Regions from separate parts of the Capra hircus genome. Here region 1 is linked to region 2. The links are chromatin contacts, called in public Hi-C maps. All regions are on one chromosome and are shown on one strand. Each heading gives the region's core, a stretch centred on a gene start, on an enhancer-like site or on the middle of the called end of the contact. The rest is flanking DNA. Distances are from core to core; before and after follow the strand shown. Region 1 has its middle 49 kb from the start of ONECUT1. Region 2 overlaps MYO5C (unconventional myosin-Vc).

Region 1 (4,325 bases), core at 273-2,772, 440 kb after region 2:
ACACCTCTCAGGCCAGGATCCCTGCTGGCTCTGAAGGCGCTGTCCTCCCACACATCCTTCTAACCCGCTGCCTTGTTGAGGGGCTGGGGGCAGTTAGGACGCCAGGTGGTACGTGTTCACTGGACAGGCAGCACAGCACTCATCTGTCCATTAGCAGGAGGTTATGCGTTAGGAGTGGTAGAAAGGGCATCTTTAAATAGACTTCTGTTTTGCTTGTTTGGTTTCGGGCCTAGTGACTGAAGTCTCTCTGGGAGAAGCTTCAGAAGTACCAGGAAGGTCTGGCCACAAGTTTCGGGCTCTATATTTCACAACAATTATCCTTCCACTGCAGTGGGGTAAAGAAAAGTTAAGTCAGGTTCAGTAGCGGAACAAGGAACAAACGTTCCCAGGTTCGGAAAATCAGAACACAATGCATCATTAAAATACATATTTTAGGGAATTCCCTGGCAGTCCAGTGATTAAGACTCTGAGCTTCCACTGCAGGGGTGTGCCAGGTTGCTTCTGTTGTGTCTGACTCTTCGTGACCCCATGGACTATAGCCCACCAGGCTCCTCTATACATGGGATTCTCCAGACAAGAACACTGGAGTGGGTTGCTATGCCCTCCTGCAGAGGATCTTCCTGACCCAGGGATTGAACCCAAGCCTCCTGCATTGGCAGGTGGATTCTTTACCACTAGCACCACCTGGGAAGCCCTCCACTGCGGGGGCTGCAGATCAAAACTAAAATTCTGCAAGCTGTGTGGCTTGGCCAAAAACACCGAAAACCAACCAACCAAAAACAAAATTGAAGAAAACCCCAAACCCAAATCAGAAATAACCATATCTTATATGTCTTAACCATTATGGGGAGGTTCATCTTAATTAGCATGCCTGAACTTCATCAGGGACTCCTTGGTGCCCAGAACCAGAAATCATCCCATCTCTGTCACCTGGGAGCCCTCACCGGCACAGATGAAAGGCAGGAACTTAGGATGGGTTTCCTCTGCCCCATGGAAGGGGGATTGGACTCATCAAAGTCTTGGCTTGAAGTTCTAATTCTAGCACTTGCTGGCTGTGGTGTCTCCTGCCCGCTTGGGGTTCACAGCTACCAAAGATGGCTGAGACACTGAGGTCAGGTTTTTGATGATGGGAGTGGTTCTGGGGTTTGGGAGAGAAGACAGCAGAGAGGAAAAGAGAAACGAGTGGAGTTCCTCCTAGGCCCACTGTTCTCAGAAAACCCAGCAAGACATTTGGTAACAGTCTTATTTAAAAATTATTAAACTTTTATACTGTTACTGATTTATAGTTTCTTTAAAAGTCTCTCAAATATGGCATTAGCACCTGGTGGAGGCAGTGCCCAGGGCTCCTTCCTGATGCCCCAGGCTGGGGTGGGAGCAGGCTGGGGATAGGGTGGAGTGGATAAATTTGCCTCCAAGCCTTAGATCACTGTTTACAAGTTCTTTCCTCTATGCCTCATCACTTAAGTGTTCATAAATAATGGCATCACCCTAGAGTGACGTATATCAAATAATGACAATGTCATCTTTATCCCCTGTCTCCAGGACATCTCACTGCTTCACCTACCTCCTTAAGCTCCTCTCGCTTCTTGGGTTTCACTGATGAGAAACTAATCAAGTGCTGCCACCTGCTGGCAAAATGGTATATAACTAAGGAGTTGCAGCCTGGAAAATGTTAAAACCTTGGGTTCTCAACCACCAGGCCATTCAGGCATGACCTAAATCAAATCCCTTATGATTATACAGTGGAAGGGACAACTAGATTCAAGGGATTAGGTCTCATAGGTTCATAACACTGTACAAAAGGCAGTGATCAAAACCATCTCCAAGAAAAAGAAATTTAAAAAAGGCAAAATGGTTGTCTGAGGAGGCCTTAAAAATAGCTGAGAAAAGAAGTGAAAGGCAAAGGAGAAAAGGAAAGATATACTTATCTGAGTGAAGAGTTCCAAAGAATAGCAAGGAGAGATAAGAAAGCCTTCCTCAGTGATCAGTGCAAAGAAATAGAGGAAAACAGTAGAATGGGAAAGACTAGAGGTCTCTTCAAAAAAATTAGAGATACCAAGGGAACATTTCATGCAAAGATGGGCACAATAAAGGACAGAAATGGTATGGACCTAACAGAAGCAGAAGATATTAAGATAAGAAGATATTAAGAAGAGGTGGCGAGAATACACAGAAGAACTCTACAGAAAAGATCTTAATGACCCATACAACCACAATGGTATGGTCACTCACCTAGAGCCAGACGTCTTGGAGTGTGAAGTCAAGTGGGCCTTAGGAAGCATTATTACAAATAAAGCTAGTGGAGGTGATGGAATCCCAGCTGAGCAATTTCAAATCCTAAAAGATGATGCTGTGAAAGTGCCGCACTCAACTTTTGAGAATCCCTTGAACAGCAAGGAGATCAAATCGGTCAATGCTAAAGGAAATCAACTCTGATTACACTTTGGAAGGACTGATGTTGAAGCGGAAGCTCCAATACTCTGGCCACCTGATAATAAGAGCTGACTCATTGGAAAAGACCCTGATGCCGGGAAAGACTGAGGGCAGGAGGAAAAGAGGGTGACGGATGAAATGGTTGGATGGTATCATCAACTCAATGAATATGAGTTTGAGCAGACTCTGGGAGACAGTGAAGGACAGCGAAGCCTGGTGTGCTATAGTTCATGTGGTCGCAAAGTGTCAGACACGACTGAGCGACTGAACAAAACAACAAAGTTTCCAAGTCAAGGTGCTTCGCTGTAAGTGACTGGGCTGCTGCTTTTCACACTATTCTGTTAGCAACCTATGAAGCAAAGAAGGAACCCACAACTGGACTTTAAGAGAAAAATGAATTTGGACATAGTTGTTTAAGTCAAATAGTTTAAACTTTTTTTTAAATTTATTTTAAATTTTATTTATTTATTTATTTATTAAATTTTAAAATCTTAATTCTTACATGCGTAAACTTTTTACACTGAAATAATTTTAGACACGTAGAGAAGTTGCAGAAACAGTACAGGGAGTCCTGCTTACCCTTTATCCAGCTATGCCTGATATTCACATTTTACATAACCACAGTGCAATTACTGGATCCAGGAGATTAATGTAGACACAATGCTTTTAGCTACTCTAGAGACTTAATTTGAACTTTGACTGTTTCCCCACTAATATCTTTTTTCTTGCCCAGAATTCCGTCCAAGAGCTCACATTGTCTTGTCTCCTAGTCTCCTCCAATAGTGACAATTCTTCAGTCTTTCTTGACCCTAACACTTTTGAAGAGTACGAGTCAGTTAATTTTCTATAATGTTCCTCAGTTTGTCTGATACTATCTCATGATTAGATTGAAGAAATTTATTTTGGATAGTATACTAATGTTGATATGTGTTATTTATAGGTGACTCCGACAGTAAAGAATCTACCGGAAATGTAGGAGACCTGGGTTCGATCCCTAGGTTAGGAAGATCCCCTGGAGAAGGAAATGACAACATATTCCAGTTTTCTTGCCTGGAGATTTCCATGGACAGAGGAACCTGGCGGGGTCCATGGGGTCGCAAGAGTCTGACTATTGAGCAACTGATGTTTCCAATTTTTCACTTTTCACTAATGCTAACTTTGATCTCTCGGTTAAGGAGCTATCAGGTTTCTCTGCTCTAAAGTTACTATCTTTCCCCTCTGTAATTAGTAAGCATCTTCTATGGAGATACTTTGAGATTTTGCACATATCCAATTTCTTATCTTTTACCGATTTTACCATTCATCAATAGTTGTTGCCTGCAGCACTTATTATGGTGATGTTTGCCTAGTGGTGATTAACTAATTCAGTCTCTCCTTTGACATTTTTTTAAATTGAAATTCTACTGTAGTAAAGGCTGTCCCTCCTTCCCACTTATTTAGTCACTTATATATTTATGTTAGTATGAACTGGTAAATATCTATTTTATTGCACGGGTTATAATCCAATACTCATTATTTATTTTGCAGTTCAAATTGTTCAAACTGAAGCCTTTGGGAGCTCTTTTAAAGTCGTCTCCTATACCCTTCAACAGGTCTTATTGTTTAAAAAGTAATAGCATAATTAAGATATAATTCACATAAAATTTATCCTTTTATATTGTACAGTTCAGTGGCTTTTCACATTTTAACAAGATTGTGAAACTATCACCACTGTCTAAGTCTAGAACATTTTAATCACCCCCTGCAAAAGAAACCCCTCGGCCATCATCAGTCATTTCACATTTCTCTGTTCCCTCAGGCCCTGGCAACCACTAATCCACGTTTTCTTCTGTGGACTTGTTTATTCTGGACATTTCGTGTAAATGGGATCTTACAATATTTGGCCTTTTGTG
Region 2 (4,259 bases), core at 1,022-3,521:
ACAAAGATCACCTAGAAAACCCATCATCTTGAGTCAATCTATGTTACCAAAGTAATAAATAAATTATGACAATAAAAAAGCAAAGGGTCAAAAAAAGACATAGCTTTCAGTGCAGGAAACAACTACTCTGTCTTCTTTAAAAATTTAATTTATTTTGGCTGTGCTGAGTCTTAGCTGTGGCACACAAACTCTTATTTGTGGCATGTGAGAGCTAGTTCCCTGACCAGGGACTGAACCCAAGCCCCTGCATTGGGAGCATGGAGTTTTAGTCACTGGACCACCTGGGAGGTCCCTATCCAGTCTTGATTATAACAACTTCATAGAAAAAATAAACTCATAAACGGTTAATGAACTTACAATAAGCCCCAAAACAGAAATGAGGTCCACTGCCAATACGTTTATCTTTAAAAAATATAATCGAAACTCATGTATCATGTGATAAAGCCAAATAGAGAACCGTCACTCACACACACACTCACACACACACACACACACGCTTGCATACACACAAGTATTCCTCATCACAGCTACACGCTAACTGTGACAATTCTGACCGGAAAAGCCCCTGGCTTGCCTGCTCATCCCAGGGGACAGCTAGACAGCCGCGGGCAGACAGCTCTGCTCCAGACTCTCACTGTACCTTATCTGCAAAGTGCTGGATGATAAAGGAGGTGTTTGACATTCTGGGTTTTTCAAACAAAGAGTTTTTGTTGACAAAATTATTATACAGCTTTTGAAGCCAGTTTTCATCAGTCCCATGTGGTAACTGGAAGAGAAAAGCAAACCAAACAGCAAGTAAGACAACTAGAGACAAAAGATTAACCAAGGGGAGGAAAAGTGCTGATTCTAAGAAACAAAGATGAGCTGCACTTCCAAGTGGACTGCTCGATGTGGGAGGCTCCTTTTTCAACAGCAATAGAGGCATGAGTCTATCTTTGATCTTATTCTTTAGAGTGATATTTCAATAGACATTTTATCAATGCTCTTTTAGAAGAACAAGATGTTATCAATGAAAAGGAAACTGATATAATGATATAAAGATGAAGGATTTTATTTCTGCAAAACTGGCAGTATTTTAATATTTTTTCCCAAAGTAGTCTAAAGATTCAGGAAAAAGTAGCATAAATTCCATTAGGTGAAAACAATTTTTATTCTTGGTTGAATGGAGAAAGGTTGGCACCCAAATGTAGTCCTTCCCATCTCCTGCCTCACGAAGAGTTTTTCTATTGTTTCACTGCCTAGTTAATACTTCCCTCCTTGAACTAGGTCTTAACTATTTACACTAAGCTAGTTGCTGGTGATTTTGAAGCTATCCTCAGCTATAGCCTGAACTCTGTGAATCTAATACTCCATAGTGTCCAAATGACACCTGCAAACTTCTTTGTGACACTGGTCACCTGGGGACTATCTCTGTAGTGTTAGTCATTCAGTTGAATCCGACTCTGCGATGTTAAGGACTGTCGTCCACCCGGCTCCTCTGTCCATGGGATTCTCCAGGCAAGAATATTGGAGTGGGCAGCCATTTTCTCCTCCAGGGGATCTTCCCAACCCAGGGATGTAACACAGGTCTGTGTTGCAGGCAGATTCTTTATCATATGAGTCACCAGGCGAGCTCTGTAGATTTGGTACAAATATTCCTAGAGCCCACATTGGCCTCTGCACCCTGCCCCCAGTAGATCATTCCAGAATGTTTGGCCTTGGTGCCTGCCTTTTAATCTTACATCACTGCAGGGACTAAAACATAGGTGGCATCAGAAAGGATGGTTTGTGAGAAGAACCATGGAATTGAGAATTATAGGTAGAAAATACCAGTACGTCTTCAACATTATAATCATGGACAATTCCACGGACGAGGAGACGGAGCCACGTCCTCGCCCAGGCGGGAGGGGACGCACTGGAGCCGTCGCGGAGGCGTGCTCTGCAGCAGGTTGAACCGTCATCGCTAACTCCCCACGGGCCCCTGGTGCCTGTGCCCGTGTTTCCGTAGGACGCGCAGGGGCCCCTTTCACAGCTGTGCTGGTGCTCCGCGAATGCCCCCCTGGTGTCCTGGAATTGACTACTCACGCTCTGTTGTAATTATCATTAAACTGACTATTTTTCTTATGTTTTAAAAAACAATCATGGACAAGTGGAGTTGCTCAGTCGTGTCTGACTCTTTGAGACCTGATGAACTGTAGCCCACCACGCTTCTCCATCCATGGGATTTTCCAGGCAAGAGTACTGGAGTGGGTTGCCATTTCCTTCTCCAGAGGATCTTCCCGATCCAGAGATTGAACCCAGGTCTCCCGCATTGTAAGCAAGACACTTCACCATCTGAGCATGGAAGGGGGTGATAAATCTTTGGGAAAAAAAATAAGATGTGTGTGTTTAAACATTAAAATATCAATTTCAAACCCAAAAGACCAAATACCATCCTAGGGATTATTTTTTCCTATGGCCCCATGAAGGCCACTGCTAGGCTGACTCACTATAAAGTTGTTCCTCCCAGAGAGTAATAACAATAGGAAAATTCCTAGAGTCTCTTTTCTCAATTGTATGATGTTGATTTTTCAGCTGCACCTCCCAGTGGGTGACTCATGGAATCAGGAAGTAAGACAAAACTCAATCCCTGTTAGTCATTAACAACTGGAGTGTGGTCACTTGCTGTTTGCATGTCTACTCCATATACATACCCAGAGTCAGCTTCAAAGTGCTCCTCCCTGTTAGACATGACCTAAGAGGTCATGCATGTTACCCATGGGTGGGCTATACATGCTGAGGGTGGGAGGTTTACTCAGCCTCTTGGGGTTCCTGCTATGGACTGCTGTCCCAGAATTAACAGCAAATCAACTGGTAATTGATCAATCAGGAATTTACATGTAGATTTTTAAAAATTCTATTTGGAAATAGGCTCATCTATTATTGCTCTGAAGTTAAAGAAAATTATTTTTAAAAGTTACCAAGCATTCTTCATCCAGTAACTCCAAAATGCCCATTTTTGCTTCAATCAGGTCAATGACTGGTTGGTTGTCATAAAAGTCTATGAGAGTCCAAGGAATGTCTTCCTTCATATACTCTTCTTGTTCAAGTTTAAAGACATGCTGGAAATCCAGAAGTTAATATAGAAAGTAAGAGAGAGTATTAGAGTGTGCTTCTGAAGAACAGGACATAGACATTTGGAAAATGTAGGCACATGACTTGATCTGTAATGTTTATGGAAGCCTCCGAGGTGCATGTCACTCCCCTTACCCACAATCAGTGCTGCTGAGGTCCTATCATGGGTCTAGTTGTCATCTTGCTGCCCAGGCTGAGTGGGTCCCCACATCCTGGGGTGTAAACTCTGGGCCAGCCTGCCACCCTTGGCACTCAAGGCGGTCCTGGAACCTCTCCCTGCTCAGCCACTGCTGCTGTCAAACATGGAGCCAGACTCTTTGACTGGGTTAAGAGCAAGCCCACCCAAGAGGGCTGGCTGTGGGGCCAGTGTGAGAGGCTAACAACTTGAAGAGCTTTGTGCATTACTTGTTTGAACAACAGGGGTACAGGGAAGGCTTTCCAGAGGGCTGGCTGGCTCAGGGTCATCCTGGCTGCAGGTGGCAGAAGGGGGAGGGGCTGCAAGGAGAAAGGCTCCCATGGGAGAATCCCACTGGGAACTGCAGGAAGCCCAACAGGTGGCTGGGAACCAGACAGTGCCCACACAAGCAGAGAGAGAGAGACAGAGAGAAAGAGCGCACAATGGTAATGGCTGGAGTGATAGATGGGGCTGCTGAGGACGGCAGAGGGGAAATCATGCCAGACCAGATTTGTAGTGAACCCCCAGAGAATCTCAGTCCTGTGGCCTTTTCCTGGGGGAGAGAGGACCCATGGAGTTCATGACAAGACTTAGGTTCTGTAAAGGTAACTTGGTTTGGAGGTGGGAATGGCTTTGAAGAGACCAGAACTGGAGGGGAGGGCCCAGACAGGACTCAGCCCAGGGTTCTGCAGAGGCTGGATGCTGTGCAAGGAAGGGGAGTAAGAGCAGAGGCTGGGTGAACACAAGGCTCAGGACACCGGGTCAGGGGTGGTGCTTTAACCACAGCAGGGAGCACAGACGGCATGGAGGCCAAGAGAGGAAGGTGGCAGGGTCATTTTGTCATGGCTTAGCTCCCAGAGGCTACTCAGATGCAGGGGTCCAGCAGAAGGCAGATCAATGGGACAGGAGCCAGGAGAGAACTCACTAGGGCTTATACTTATATTTTAAGTCATTACCCCTCCCAGGAGGATCTGCGTATTGATAGATGTCT

The links. Hi-C and Micro-C count contacts between places; a contact is called where the count stands out from the background.
Region 1: a Hi-C map of blood shows a contact between it and region 2, with 11 times the contacts expected there. The contact joins two enhancer-like sites. A contact is called at or near these places in 2 of 5 Hi-C or Micro-C datasets (both in blood).

The regions. Positions count from the first base shown.
Region 1 is chr10:45,535,814-45,540,138 of ARS1.2, forward strand. No RefSeq gene overlaps it. Among named protein-coding and RNA genes, the nearest start is that of ONECUT1, 49 kb to the right of the region's middle. Within about 2 kb of position 1,523, at least 1 of the 5 cell types and tissues checked has an H3K27ac peak or open chromatin away from gene starts, as enhancers often do.
Region 2 is chr10:45,093,595-45,097,853 of ARS1.2, forward strand. It overlaps MYO5C (unconventional myosin-Vc), which reads right to left. Exons shown (of 41, transcript XM_005685762.3): 12 at 2,940-3,080; 13 at 641-766. Among named protein-coding and RNA genes, the nearest start is that of MYO5C, 49 kb to the right of the region's middle. Within about 2 kb of position 2,272, at least 3 of the 5 cell types and tissues checked have an H3K27ac peak or open chromatin away from gene starts, as enhancers often do.